Linked DNA regions of Sus scrofa: region 1 is linked to region 2. Evidence: chromatin contacts called from public HiChIP or PLAC-seq data. All regions are on one chromosome and are shown on one strand. Each heading gives the region's core, a stretch centred on a gene start, on an enhancer-like site or on the middle of the called end of the contact. The rest is flanking DNA. Distances are from core to core; before and after follow the strand shown. Region 1 overlaps LOC106510257 (a long non-coding RNA gene). Region 2 holds the start of WNT7B (protein Wnt-7b).

Evidence for each region. HiChIP or PLAC-seq counts read pairs in DNA pulled down with a chosen protein or histone mark.
Region 1: an H3K27ac HiChIP or PLAC-seq map of alveolar macrophages shows a contact between it and region 2, with 4 times the contacts expected there. The contact joins the enhancer-like site here to the promoter of WNT7B in region 2. A contact is called at or near these places in 1 of 5 promoter capture datasets (liver), 19 of 47 Hi-C or Micro-C datasets (adipocytes, alveolar macrophages, embryonic fibroblasts and 12 more) and 2 of 2 datasets of contacts at active chromatin or transcription factors (alveolar macrophages and skeletal muscle).

The regions. Positions count from the first base shown.
Region 1 is chr5:3,619,224-3,626,124 of Sscrofa11.1, forward strand. It overlaps LOC106510257 (a long non-coding RNA gene), which reads left to right. Exons shown (of 2, transcript XR_001308621.2): 1 at 1-124; 2 at 646-1,019. Among named protein-coding and RNA genes, the nearest start is that of WNT7B, 100 kb to the left of the region's middle. Within about 2 kb of position 4,853, at least 9 of the 83 cell types and tissues checked have an H3K27ac peak or open chromatin away from gene starts, as enhancers often do. A contact at or near this core is called in alveolar macrophages, where this site is marked.
Region 2 is chr5:3,518,885-3,525,893 of Sscrofa11.1, forward strand. It overlaps WNT7B (protein Wnt-7b), which reads left to right and starts at 2,528. Exons shown (of 4, transcript XM_021091384.1): 1 at 2,528-3,139. The coding sequence starts at 3,069. LOC110260613 (a long non-coding RNA gene) reads right to left here and starts at 4,401. Exons shown (of 3, transcript XR_002343852.1): 1 at 3,919-4,401.

The sequences.
Region 1 (6,901 bases), core at 3,603-6,102, 100 kb after region 2:
GTGGAATCTCTGGGTGCATCAAGGACCTCACATCCAGACGCCCAGGTGGTGAAACCTGAGTCGCCGATTGGCTGGCTGCGCTGTCTCCCGGCCTGAGGACGGTGCGCCGCTGCCTTCCGCACGCGTGAGTCACCGGCAGGAGCAGGGAGTTAAACACCCAAGTCACCCCAATTACAGCGTTATCAATCGGGCAATCGCTCTGCAGCCCAACCCAGTGAAACTGGAGAAAACGCCAGCTGGGCCTGGCCGGGAGGAATCCAGCCCTTGGCGAGGACGGCCTTGCTGGCAGGGGCCTCGGTGGTCACGCCAGGCCACCAGCCCTGTGTGGTCCAAGTGGGCAGAGGTGTCAGCCCCGTTCCACAGCCATGGACGTGGAGGCTGCCCCCTGACCCCTCCGGAGCCAAGGCCGCTCCTATGGCTCAAATGCCCAGCAGAGTATCCTGAAAGAGAAGGCTGCCTGGAAGGGGCAGTGGCCTCCGGTGGCCAAGGGCGGAGGGTATGGGGGAGACTCAGGTCGGCCATGTGTCACCCTCTTGGCGCTGGGATGGTGGCTGCTCGGGGAGCATCTGTTCTATGGACCAAGGAAGGCATCTGAGTGACTTCATCAACCTCAACTAGGAGGCTGCCACGATCTCCATTTCACAGATGGTGAAACTGAGGCACACGGAGTCCGTCACGTGCCCAGCATCACTCAACTGAGAAGCAGCCCTACTGACCCCAAGTCCACGCTCCTTCCACGGTGACCTGCCGCCTTTCCGTCCCGACGTGAAGGTGGACCAGCAGAGCGAAGGCACCCGCCCCATCTGAGTGGGTCTGTCCAATGCCCCACGTGTGCCCACGAGGTGTGCGCTGGGCGAATCCACACCGTCTGCTGCCTCCGACACGCTGCGGGCGGGCAGGTGGCTGGGCCTTGGAGAGCGGGGAGGCCAACTACGCTGGCCCACCCACGAGCCGGGAGCTCTCCGTGCTCTTAATCAGTAAGATATGTTTCTGGAATAAAAACCACATCAGCATTTTTATTTTCAAGTTCAGACAAGGTTTTTTTTTTTTTTTTTCCCTTCCCAATTTTCCCTTCCCATGGGCGAGGCTAATCCTCTTGCCTTGAATGACAGTTCTTTAGACTTCGCTGTGCACATACAGAAGTAAAGAATCAATGACAACTGCACGGGGCGGGGGGCTCTCTCTCCAGATTTCGGCCAGACCGCAGCCTGTGATCACGAGGCAAAACGTTGAAAAAGTGATAGACAAGTAGCCACGGGGCCAGCTCCGCGGCGCGTCCAGCCCCGAGTACAAAGGGATGGAGATTGTCCTGCCTGCCTGCTCCCTTTAACCATAAGCCCAAGCACCTGCCCCGGGGCATGGGGACAGGTGGCCCAAAGGTAGATGGGCTCCCCGGACTGAGAGCGAGGAGGGGGGACAGCTGGACGAAAGCTAGACCTTGGGAGACAGATGAACTGAAACAGCAAAGAGCAGAGCTGGAGGGGCCTGTGGGAGGGGAGGAGAGCGGGGCCATGCCAGGGGACCAGGGGTGGGCCCGGGCTCCAGAGGGACACAGGCAAAGAAAACGGAGATCAGGAAAAAGCCTCTCCTGCAAGAGTGGGGCAGACACACCATGGTTACAGAGCAAATATTAGAATTTCCTCCCCCCTCCCCTTAGTGCCTTGCGGGGTGCATTCGCGCTAAAAGTCTCTGCCCCTGGACTCGAACCTGACTTCTATTTAATAAAGGGGTGCAGGGGGAGGGAGGCACGTTCGAGGCAGTAGGTTTGTTGGGCATGTGTTTGGAAGCAGAGCCCAGGAGGCTGAGTCACAATTAGGCAGGTGAAGACGAGGTAACACCGGGAGGAAATTCATCCTGGCAAGACTCGGTGGGGTTCTCCTGGCTTTCTCAACAGGGTGATTCTTCACTGTGGGGTCTGTGGCAGGCATTTAGGGATGTTTGACGCCCTGGCTCCTGCCCCCTGAATGTCAAGTCACGTCCTCCCATAGCCGCGGTGACAACTCACGCTCCCACGAGTTCCCAAATGCCCCCTGGCGGGGGTGGAGGGTACTGCCAGCGGAGAGCTGCTGCGGTAGAAATCAGGCTTGTGCCGAGCCTATGCGTGTGCGCGTACGTGCGGGGAGTCGGGAGGGATGGTGCTTAGAGATGAGGCTGTGGAGAAGCACGCAGCACCCAGACCAAACTGCCTGGAAAGGCATGCTGGGGGGTAAGCCACCCTTGGAGTGGGGGGATGACGTGGCTGATTCATGTTCTAGAAACTTCGCGCTGGCTCCCGGGTGCGGCATGCTTCAGAGGGCGTTCGGACTGGAGACAGCGGCCTGGGATTTTCTTGGTGGAAAGTTCAATCGCCAATTCAATTTCTTTAACAGATATAGGGCTCTGTGGATCTTCTATTTCTTTTTTTGTCCATTTTGATAATTCATGTCTTTAGCAGAAATCATTTCAATTTTCTTGGGGTTTTTTTGCACACACATTCCTCTTTCCCTCATTTTCCTTTTCATGCCTGTAGGATTTGTAGTGATGTCCCCTTTTTCTTGATCTTGTTAATCTGTGGGATTTTTTTTCCTCGAGCAGGCTCACTGGAGATTTGTCAACTTGATTTTTTTTTTTTTTTTTTTAAAGAACCAGCTTTTGGTTTTACTGAGTTTTCTCTGCTGTTTGCCCATGTCTTATTTTATTGATTTCTGCTTTTTAGGGTCGCACCTGCAGCATATGAAGGGTCCCAGGCTGGGGTTCAATCGGAGCTGTAGTTGCCGGCCTACACCACAGCCACAGCCACACCGGATCCTTAACCCCCTGAGGGAGGCCAGGGATCGAACCCGAGCTCTCTACCATCTGTTGCTCAGGGTTCCTAGTCGGATTCGTTTCCACTGCACCACGACGGGAACTCCTGATCTCTGCTTTCCCTGGTAGTTTGCTTTCTTCTACGTCCTTGGTCCTTTGTGTTTCACTAGCTCTTCTTTTTCTAGCTTCTCATGGTGGAAACTTCAGATTGATTTAATCTCTCCTCTTTTCTAACAAAACATTTAAAAGCTCTCAATTTCCTTCAACACAACTTTAGCTGCGTTTCAGAATTGTTCATGTAGAGCTGACCTTGAACAACGTAGGTCTGAACTCTGCAGGTACACTTAGCCCTCCGGTTGCCCTCAGACACCATGGTGCCACATGCTCCCGGACGGACTGAATCCGCAGATGCGGAACTTTGGCCATGGGGGGTGGGGACAATGGGACTTGAGCATCTGTGGATTTTGGTATCTGAGGTGAATTCTGGAACCCACCCCTCACAGATACCAAGGGCTGGCTGTATTCTCTTCTTCTTATCACTCAAACATTTTAAATGTGTTTTATAATTTTTCTTTCACCCACAGGCTATTGGGCAGTGTGCATTTTCATTTCCAAATATTCAGATATTGTCCAGGTATCTTTTTCCAATGGATTTTAATTTCATTCTCATATGGCCAGAACTTAATTCTGTATGTGATGTGATACATATTCTGTATGACTTCAAGCATAAGAACATGACATTAGGAGAAAATTCTGTGAGTAAAGTGAAATGGAAATGCAGCTGCTAGAAGAAAACGTAAACACATTATTTCCAAACATGAAAAGAAAGCACATTCTGTCTATAAAATGGATGTGGCGGGAACTACATTTTTCTACATGTCAATTCTGTTAAAATCACTTACAGGAGTGATGTATTCGTTTTCTTTAAAGCCTCTCTACCATCTGTGGCAAATGATATTATTTGTAACTCTAAATACTTGAGCTGTAGAACAATATCAGCTTGAAATGTTGGTGTAGATTTTTTTCAAAGTTCTTTTAAAAAAATATGAACCAAGAGTCAGAAGACAACGGAGCTAAATAATGAATGAAAGGGTGTCTGGAACTGGGGAGTTGTGTGGGGTTTTTGTTGTTGTTGTTGTTGTTGTTTTTAGATGGGTGAAACTTGAGCCTGTTGGAAAGGACGCACACAGGAGGAAGAGAGAGACCCCCCACCCCACGACCGTGACCCGGGATGGCATCCCTGCTCAAGTGGAGGGACCAGCCCCCAAAGAAGGAGGGCTGGAGGGACCGGTGGATGCAGAGGCAGGAAGAGGAAAGAGACATTTGGGGAAAACAAGCTCTTGCAGAGCCTTGTGGAGCTCGTTGCAGGGGTGCAGGTGGCATGACATAGGTGGGTATGGCGGCGACTGCTATGCACGCTCGCTGCAGGCCCGAGTGTCCCTCGGGGCACCCAGCACAGCTGTAACCGCACTTTCTTTCATGATCTGGTCAACGTCTGCCTCCCTCGGCACACCGGGGGCAGCACGGGGACCACTGACTGTCCAGACGCAGCGCCCGGCAGAGTGCCCGGCACTTGCTGTTTGCTGGAGGAGGGATGGCTGGCCAGGTGTCGGGGTCACAGAGCACAGCTGCGTGAAAGTCACGATGCGCTGTGGTGACCATTTCCCGGCGGCCTGCTGTGCAAAGGCGCCAGATCCACGCCCCCACCCCACCCCCTGCAGCGCCACTTCTGAGTCAGTGGTCCTGGCGCATGAAACACTCTAGGCAGTCGCCGCAAAACCCAGGGGTTCGTGGGAGGTGAAGGTTAAGGTGAACCTACGCCCTTGACAGGGCCCCTGGAGAAGGGGCGTGTTATGGGGGTTTGGGACAATGGGCAAGACTTAGGGGAACAGAGGGAGAAGGATCCACGCAGGTCGGGGGTCAGGGGAGGCAGCGGGGCAGGGCTGGGCGGGGCTCCTGTGCCGCTCCCGCCACGCCCCCTGCGGGGGAGGACCCGCCCAATCACCGAGCATCTTCTAAAAGCGAGCCCCTGCCGCAAACCGTCAGGTTAATCCTCGCTGGATTCTGGCCTGATGGAAAAGAGGTAGGCGCTGGCACTCGGAGATGCCCGGTAACTGGCCGTCCCCAGATGGGGACGCTGCCGGTGGTGAGCGAGGCTTTCTGCTCTGCCAGGCTGCCTCTTGTTTTGCTTGGTCCAACACCTCTGCAGCCGCCAGAGTGAGGGTCTCCTGCTGGGGGGCGGAGGGGGGGCTTCGCACCGTCTCAGGCCAGGGCCCAACTCCTTGGGGGGGCACACGAGGTCGCCCCAAGTTCCCAGAGGCGCTGTCCTTCCGGGCTCCAGGCTGATGCACACGGGCTCCCTGCTCAAAACGCCTTTCGAACCCACAGCCACGGGGAGTGGCCGCCAGAAGCCTTCAGGAAGCCTCTTCTGTTCCCACGGTGGCTTTTGGGGCCCAGGGCTGCAGCTCCTGCTTCGAGTCGGCCTCCCCCATGACACAGGGGGCTCCTCCAGGACAAGGGCCACCGTGGTTTATTGCTTTGACCTTCAGCACACACGGAGCACTTGCACTTGTGTCTGTCTGCTGGGGCCGCCAGAACAAGGTGACAGACTGTGACTTAAGTCCCAGACACCCAGCCTCTCTGTCTGGAGGCCAGAAGTCTAAGACCAAGGTGTCAGCAGGGCGGGTTTCCTCCGAGGCCTCTCCTTGGGCTTGCGGACGGCCGCCATCCTGCTCCTGTCTGTGAGATGGTCCCTCGGAGCACGCACGCCCCTGGGGTCTGTGTCCAGTTAGACTGGACCGGGGTCCGCCCTAACAGCTTCCTTTTAATAAAATCACCTCTTTAAGGGGCTTCTCCCCCGATTCAGCCACATTCTGAGGTCCTCGGGTTAGGGCTTCAACACACGGATACGGGAGGGGGGACAATCCAGGCCTCAGTGCTAAATACCCATCAGGCCCAGCCCCTGCCAGCCCAGCGGGAATGCAGAGGGGCAACCAGGCAGTTAACATGGCCAGGGCCAGCGGAGGGTCCCTTCCCGCCCCAGCTGCAGCAGCCTCCACTGCAACAGGACACACACAAGCCCCCCCACCCCTAGGACCCTGGCAAGGCGTGATGGTTCATCCTGTGTCAACCTGACCAGGCCAGGGCATGCCCAGACAAGGGGTCCAACACGGTTCTGGGTGTGTCTGGATGACTCACACTGGACCCGGTCTGCGTAAGCGAGGCAGACAGGCCTCTCCAGCAAGCGGAAGCCTGAGGGCAGGTGGGCCCCATCGTATTGCTTGGAAGCCCCGAGAACAGAGAAGCTGACCCTCCCCTGAGACGGAGGGCTTTTCCTCCTCCCGACCGCCTTGAGCTGGGACTGGGTTTTCTCTTGTCTTTGGACTTGCAGTGAAGCTGGCTTTCGCTGGGGATCAAGTTCACAGGCCTTCAGGCTGGAACGTACACCCCCGGACTTGCAGCCTGCAGATTTGGGGACTGACCAGCTCCGTGACCACAGCTGCCAGTGCTTTTCATCGGTCCCTTTTCTGCGCAGACCCTGACAGGGCCCCTTTCTCAGGAGAACCTGGTGCCAAGTGGCTGCACCATCCTCACCCACACAGACCAGGAGACTAGGGCTTCGGGCCCCCGAGCAGGGCTTTCCTCCAGGGCGAGAGGTGCCGCCGTGCTCCTTTCCAAGCCCCAGGGCAGCACCTGCCTCCTCCTGGCTCCAGGGAGGGCGAACCGCTCACGGCTTGAGTCAGGCCTGCCAGGTCCTGCCGGCCAAGGTGCCCGCATATTTACTTCAAATGAGGACTTCCAAAGTTCCCGGCCACGGGCCCCCTGCTGAAGGGAGCGCTCTGGCTTCATATTCTCCGCCTCCCCACCCCTCTGTCACCATCTCCCGCTCCCTGGCTTCTCTTTTTTTTCTTTTTTGGCCACCTGCAGCAGATGGGGTTCCCAGGCCAGGGATCAGATCCCAGCCGCAGTCACGACTTAAGCTGCAGCCGTAGCAACGCTGGGTCCTTAACCCACTGTGCAGGGCCGGACATCGAACCAGCATCCCAGTGCTCCCGAGGTGCTGCTGATGCTGTTGCACTGTGGTAGACACACCTTCTCTCTCTCTCTTTTTTTTTTT
Region 2 (7,009 bases), core at 1,278-3,777:
TTCCTATCCAGTCGTTCCCCCACCCCAAACAGATGGGGGACTCTTGGGGTCGACCCTGGCCCTATCAGGACGACTGGACCTGCAGTCCTTTCGGGAGGAGGGATGGTGTGGGGGTGGGGTGACTGTCAGCAGATCTCAGAGCCCTGGAATCAGCTCTGGGACCCAGGCTGGGGAGGGACCTCTGGCCTGCTGTGTACACACACATAGACACACACACACACACACACACACACACGCACACACAGAGGATTCTTAGAGCTCTTCTACTCCAGATCTTCCCCAACCTTAAAGCCACCCACAACCCCCTTGGAGATGCCAAGAAGCCAGAGGTCGGGGAGCAGGCTGCTGCAGGTCAGGCAGCCAGTCTTCAAACCTCGCCCCTCAGTACCTGCTCCGGGGGCCTTTCTCCCCGGAGCCGCCTCCCCAGGCGGCCGGCAGGGGGCAGCACGACGCTGCGCCGTTGTGTCCCTCCACACGCGGTGTCGGGAGACCCAAGGACGTGCATCGCGTCCTCCCTGGGAAACTGAGGCACAGAGCAGCAGGCGGAGTGAGTGAACTAAGCTTGGCGTCCCGCCGGCTGGCCGCAGACCTCTCCTCTCCTGGCCCCACCGCACCCCGCTGGTCCAGGAGCCTACTCGATCTCGGCTCTGGGATCGGGTTAGGGGTAGGGGGGTGGAGTGTCCACGAGGCATGAGGTCCAGGGGGCGTCACCGAGGCCCCGGGCGGGGAGGAGGCAGCCACTGCAGGGGCTATTATTTAAGTCCCGCCACACTCCACAGTCCCGAGGATTCGCCCCATTATCGGAGGCGGAGACCGAGGCTGGTGGCGGTACCAGGCGAGGCGGCTCCCAGAATCTGTGCCAGGATGGGGCACACTGCCCGCCTCGCAGTCCCGGGACCTGGCGTGGCTCAAGCGGCCCGCAACACCCCTCTCCCACCCCGGTCTTGGCGCGCCCGCCGCCTCGCGTCGGAGCATCTGCCGTGTCACCGCCGGGTGGCAGCATCGTCTCGCGCGCCCCAGCTCCTCCCGCGACTCCCACCTCCCAGTCGGTCCCGCTCCAGCCACCGGCTGCGAGGGCTCGGCCCCCGACCCTCCCATTTCCAGGACTCAGCTTCCTGTTCCGTGGAACGGGGTGACATCTGGGGCGCTGGGACACAGGGGACCCTCGAGGGTGAAGCCTCTATTGTCATTTCACTTCTTTCTGTGCCTCAACCTCCCTGCCTGCGATTGTCTCCCACTCGCTTTCATCTGTAAATGCTCCTTATCCGCCCCGCTCCGCACAGCTGCACCGGCCCCGCCTCTGATCGAGGGGCCGAGGAATGGCCCGCGCCAGGGTCGTGGCAAAGGTTCAGGGGATTTGGAAGGATTAAGGGGGGATCAGGAGCAGGGGGTCGAGAGGGACTGTTGGGGGGGCGGAAGGTGGGCTCTGAGTTAAAGTCCCGGCTGGGCTGGGCCTGGACTAGGTGGGGCCAAGGGTGGCTGGAAGCACTCCTCCTACCCCCCCCCCGCCCCCACCTCTGGTGCTCATACTCTCACCCCAGCAAGTCTCGAGTCTTGGCTGGTCCTCGGTGACCAAGCGCTTCCCAGTTCCATTCACTTGCCCAGGAGTGGCACCTTGGAAGGCGTCCAGGTCTGTAAACCCGCGGAGCAGGGCAGGAGCCTGGCCAGGACGGCGATGAGGCAGAGGCTCACCATTCTGCCCTCTCAGAACAGACAGGGGTTCTGCCCAGCGGCAGGGTCTGCTACTTGGTACCCACTCCCGGGGCACGGAGCCAAATCAGGCCCCTCCAGTGTGCGAGGCTGGGTGGTGGTTCCGGCCCCAAGCTCTGGGCGCTGAACATGAATACGGAGCCCAGCGCTGCAGAGGAGACACAGCAGACGGAGGGGAACAAGGGTGGCCGGGAAAGCCAGCAGGGGTCCTTGGGGTAGGAGCCTCCACAGAGCCAGGGGACCCCTCTACATCCTCCTCCTCCTCCTCCGCCATGGTGCTCAGCCAAGTGGCTGCCATAGCAGGTCATCTGAGCCATCCTCCTGCATCTGGCCAGGCCTATCTCTCTGTTCCTTCCTTGTTCCTACTCTGATTAAGCGCCACTAACAGCAGGATCGACAGGTGTGGGGGGACTCTGGGCGCTGGAGGAGGGCTCTGATCCAAGTCTGTGGGGCTGGCAGCGATGCCTGGGCTAAGGGTGTGGCCCTGGGGGACCTCATGTAAAGAATTGCTGGGGGAAGGAGAAGCGCGCCCAGAACGCGATGGGGGTGGGTGGTCTCTTCCCCCCCCCCACTAAACACTGAAGCCAAATGGCTACCACAACCTGAGTCGGCCCTTCCCCCCGGTCCCCACCCCCACGGGTGCAGAGGAGCGGCGGGGCCCTCCGCAGGTGTCTTTTCCCGGCCGCACCCTCCCCCTCCCCCCGCCCCCCGCCTCTAAGCACCCAACCCCCTCCCCCCCCCCCGAGTCCCGGGAGGGCAATCGGAAGGGAGCCGGCCTGGGGAGGGGGTTCCGGGGATAGATGCGTTTGTGTGTCACGGGAAGGGAGGAGAAAAGGGAGGGAGAGCCCGGGAGCAAGGGAGAGAGAGCGCACGGCGAGCGAGGAGGGCGGGCGGGAGGCGGATCCTCCTACCTGGGGCTCGCTCGCAGCTCGCTTGCCGGGGCGCGAGTCACCTGGGGAGGCCGACAAGTGCGGACACATTGGCCGCCGCAGCGCTCAGCGAGGCGCGCACGGCCCCAGGCGGCTGCCCCCAGTGGCGGCAGAGCCCGCCCGCCCGCTGCGCTCGCGCCTCGGCCCCAGCCGGCGCCCGTGGGGCCCTGTGGTCACTCCGCCCGGCTCCGAGGTGACGGCCCCCGGCCCAGGTCACTCCCCGAGGCGCACGCGGCGGCGGCCCGGGCTCACCATGGTGGCAGCGCGCGCCGAGTGCCCGCGCGTCGCCGGCCGCCGGAGCCGCAGCGCCGGCTGAGAGCTGTCCACCGAAGCCGCCGCCCCCCGCCCCCCGCTCCCGCGCGATCCTCGCCCGGCCCGCGCGTCCCCTCCGGCCGCCGCTGTCTATGGCGCAGCCCCCCTCCCTGGATCATGCACAGAAACTTTCGCAAGTGGATTTTCTACGTGTTTCTCTGCTTTGGCGTTCTCTACGTGAAGCTTGGGTGAGTAGCCCAGTGGGCAGGGGCCGCTGCCCGGGATCTGAGCAGCCTGCAGGAGCCGCCTCCGTAGGGTCCCCCAGGGGGCCATGGGTACAGGCGTGGGGCATAGCGGCTCTCGGGGATCCGAGGCTGGCCTGAGTGTTGGACCCTCGTCCCGGGCCGGCAGAGATGCAGCCAAGCCCTTCGAGCCCTGGGCACTCCCGAGGGGCGCCCGGCCCAGGGCTGGAGGAGGGAGAGCAGGACGCGCGGGCGGCCCGGCTCGCGGGTAGCGGCGAGCGTGCCCGGCGCGTACTTTCACCTGTTTGGGCTCCAGGCCCCGGGGGTGGGACGCGCCTTCCCTCCCCCGGGCCGCGCCGGGCGCCGAGCCCAGGCCGAGCGCTCGCCGCCTGGAGGGCGCGCCGGGGCGGGGGGCGGGGGGCTTCGGGCGGCCGAGGGCCCCGGGCGGGCGGGCGGGGACGCGCACCCCGGCAGCGAGCGCGCAGGCCTGGGCACTCGCCACGGCCCTTCGTCTCTATCCATCACCCGGACGTGTTGAAATTACCTTGACAACTCGTCCGGCTGGCTCGGGATGGGCCGCGCGGGCGGCCGGGCCGCCTCGGGCTCGGTCCCGGCCCGGCGCCCCCGCCCGCCGGGGGCCCTCTGCCCGGCCCCCTCTCGCCGCGCTCCCCCTCGCGCGGCCCGGAGGGCGGGCGGGCGGGCGCCCGGCGGGCCGCGCTCGCTGCTCGCTGCAGTAGCTGCTCCGAGTCGTATTTCCACATTCCTGAACCCAGCCGAGTCCTTACCTGTTGAGCTGCGATCTCCTTTAGACAGAATCTGTCTCGGCCTCGCTCGAAGTGGGGGTGGGGGGCGATGTGACCATGAGGGGGTGCGGGGCCCCTCGCCCTGGGCGCCCACGGCTCCGCGCCCCGACCACGCGCCCTGCGCGCCTACTGTGCGCTGCCAACCACGGGAAGGCAGGCCGGGTCCCGGCGGCGGGGAGAGCTGGGGAACAGCCCCGAGGGAGGGCCGGAGTCACGGCCTCGCCTCCCGGGCGGGCGGAGAGGCAGAAGCCGACCTGAGAATAATTTCATCCACCGCCCCTCCCTCCATGGCCCTCTCCACCATTTTACAGAAGGAGAAACTGAGGCCCAGGCCCGCAGAGACCAAGGCCAGGCAAAGGCAGGGCTGGAAGCTCCCTGTCCTAGCCTCAGCTCTGCAGGCCTGGGCGGGCGTGTCTGCGGCGGCTGGTGGCTCTGTTTGTTGTGGGTCTGTGTGTAGGCTGTGTCCCTGGGTGTTTGTTTATGGGAGGTGAGGGTGCCCTGTGCTGAGTCTGCTGGGGAGGTGGGGCGCTGGGGGGGATTGGGGAGGGAGGCATGGGTTTCCAGACTCTTCAGCAGCCCCTGAGGTTACAGTTTCGCCCCCTGTGCCCCCTAAAGTAATGGGCAGCCCCCAAAGAGGCTTACGCTCCGCCACCTGCTTCTCGAACTGAGGCCTTGTTGCCTCCAGGCAACCCTGGAGGTAAGTGCTTTCAATTTTCTTGTTTTAAGGACTGGGAAGGGATGGGGCAGGGGAGGCCAAGTGACTGTCCACAAGAGTAAGTGGCAGAGCTGGGACTTCCACCACCGGCTGCTCTCCCGAACACCAGCTCCTCAGCAGGAGTCATCGGAGAGCACCCGCTTGCGCTTCCAGCCGTGGGGAGAGCTCTATGGATCCAGCCCCATCTCCCCAGTCCCCGCCAGTAGGAGAAGCCGAAGGCGATGCCTAGGCTGGACTCCCAGGGCTCCAGGTCGCCGAGACCACGGGCCGGCGCCCCCTCCCCGCTCCTCCTTGAGCCCGGTTCCCGCCTGTACATGGGACTGCAGCTCTGACCGCCCTGGGGAGGGTGGTGGCTAGTGTCTATGTAGAGAGAATCTAATGAGGCAAGACCCAGCCTGTGTGCCCAGGCGCCTGGACCGCGTGAGACCCGCCAGGTGGTGGCCCTGGTTCTTTCCTCTGTCCCTGCCAAGGAGCCCTGGGGAAGGAAAGGCCTCCCCTTGGCGGCCCCTAAAACACACACCCTCTCACTCCTAAGCATCCCTGTGAAACCACAGCCAGGAAAGCCAGAGAGCCACCCTGGGGTCTGCAGAGGGGAAGGCAGGGCAGGGAGGGGGCTCAGCCCCTGCCACCTCACACTGAGGTGCCTGCATGGGGTGGGGGGAGTGGGCCTGCTTTCTTTGCAGCCCATCTTGGCTACACAGGGTGGGAGTGTGCTCGGCCTGGATGTGATCTAAGGGGTTAAATGACCCGGAAGCCTAGTGCCTCAAGGACAAGGTTTGGGGATCCATCCTCCCTGTCACTCCTTGCTGGGTGGCCTCAGGTGAGCTCTCTATTCTCCCAGCCCACCTTTGTTCACTGGGAACACGGAGTAACAGTAGCACCTCTTTCACCGGATGCTGAGTTTAGTCCTGGGGGCCTGTGCTCCGCGGGTGGGGTGGACGGTATCCCCATGAAATCAACCCTTTCATATTGTTAGTGAGGTCCCCGCCATGGCAGGAACCCAGGGACTCCTCCAGAGAGCGGATTCTGGGCCACCTGGATTCCCAGGGGTTGGGATTTTAGGGTCAAAAAAGTTTTAAGAAAGTATCTGAGATTGTAGGTGTTGGGGGACTTTTCTGTGATTATAGCTCTACCCCCCACCCCAGCCCAGCCGTCCATGCTTATGGGTGTTCAGGGGCTGCTCCCCTCCCCACAGCCCCATGCCCCCAGCCTGGGTGCTGGTGCAGATGTGCAGCCCCCAGGGGAGCCCCTGGGCCGGCAGGCATGGAGCCCTCAGCCCCTGAGACTCTTTGGCAGATCAGGGCTTCAAAAGCAGATGCGCCTTGGTTTCAGGGTGATTTGGAAACACATGGCTTTGAGGAGTTTCGGCTCCTCACTTTGGAGCTGAGCCACCTCCAAGCGGCGGCCCTGGAGGACGCCGAGCCAGGGCCAGTAGGAGGCATCTGAAGTCTGGCACCCCCCAGAACGGAGGTCATGAAGTTCCAGGACCAGCCTTGCTCCACACCTGCCTCCCACTCTTGGGGTCAGGAGAGGTAGAAGAGCCCACAGGGACCTGAGAGGCCCTGCCCCAGGGGGATGAAGGTGGGGGAGGCGGCCACCTCCCCCAGGAAGCTCTGGAAGAATCTCCAGGCCAGGCGGAGAAGCCAGGGAATCCACTTCCTTGGAGACCACTGCACAGACTTGTTCGTGGTCATCTTCTCTCTTCGTGTCTTAGCTCCTGCTTAAGGGGTCTGCACTGCTGTCTAGACGGACATTCATATTCTTATGTAGCCAGGCTGGGCAGACAATAGGAGGTGGGACTCAAAAATGTGACTTGGGCTTAAAAAAAAAAAAAAAATCCCTGGAAGGAGGATGTTCAGAAAGGTGTGTTCTTCGGGAGTTCCTGTTGCGGCTCAATGGAAATGAATCTGACTACCATCCATGAGGACGTGGGTTCAATCCCTGGCCTCGCTCAGTGGGTTAAGGATCCAGCGTTACCATAAGCTGTGGTGTAGGTCGCAGACACGGCTTTGATCCCGAGTTGCTGTGGCTGTGGTGTAGACTGGCAGCTACAGCTCCGATTCGGCCCCTAGCCCGGGAACCTCCATATGCTGCGACTGCGGCGCTAAAAAGACACCCCCCCCCTAAAAAAAAGAAAAAAGAAAAGAAAGAAAGAAAAGTGTGTTCTTTCGATCTCCCCACACCTATGCCAACCAACTCCTCAAAGGAGAACGAAAGAAGTGAGGTAGGGCAGGCCAGAGTTGGGGGCTGCTGTGCACTTGTTGGGGGCGCGTTCCCACGGTTCGCGTCTCTAAAGAGACTTGAGGCAGGACCCTGCAGAGGCCAGTGCGCTTGCGCACAGGTGAGCCCAACCATGCT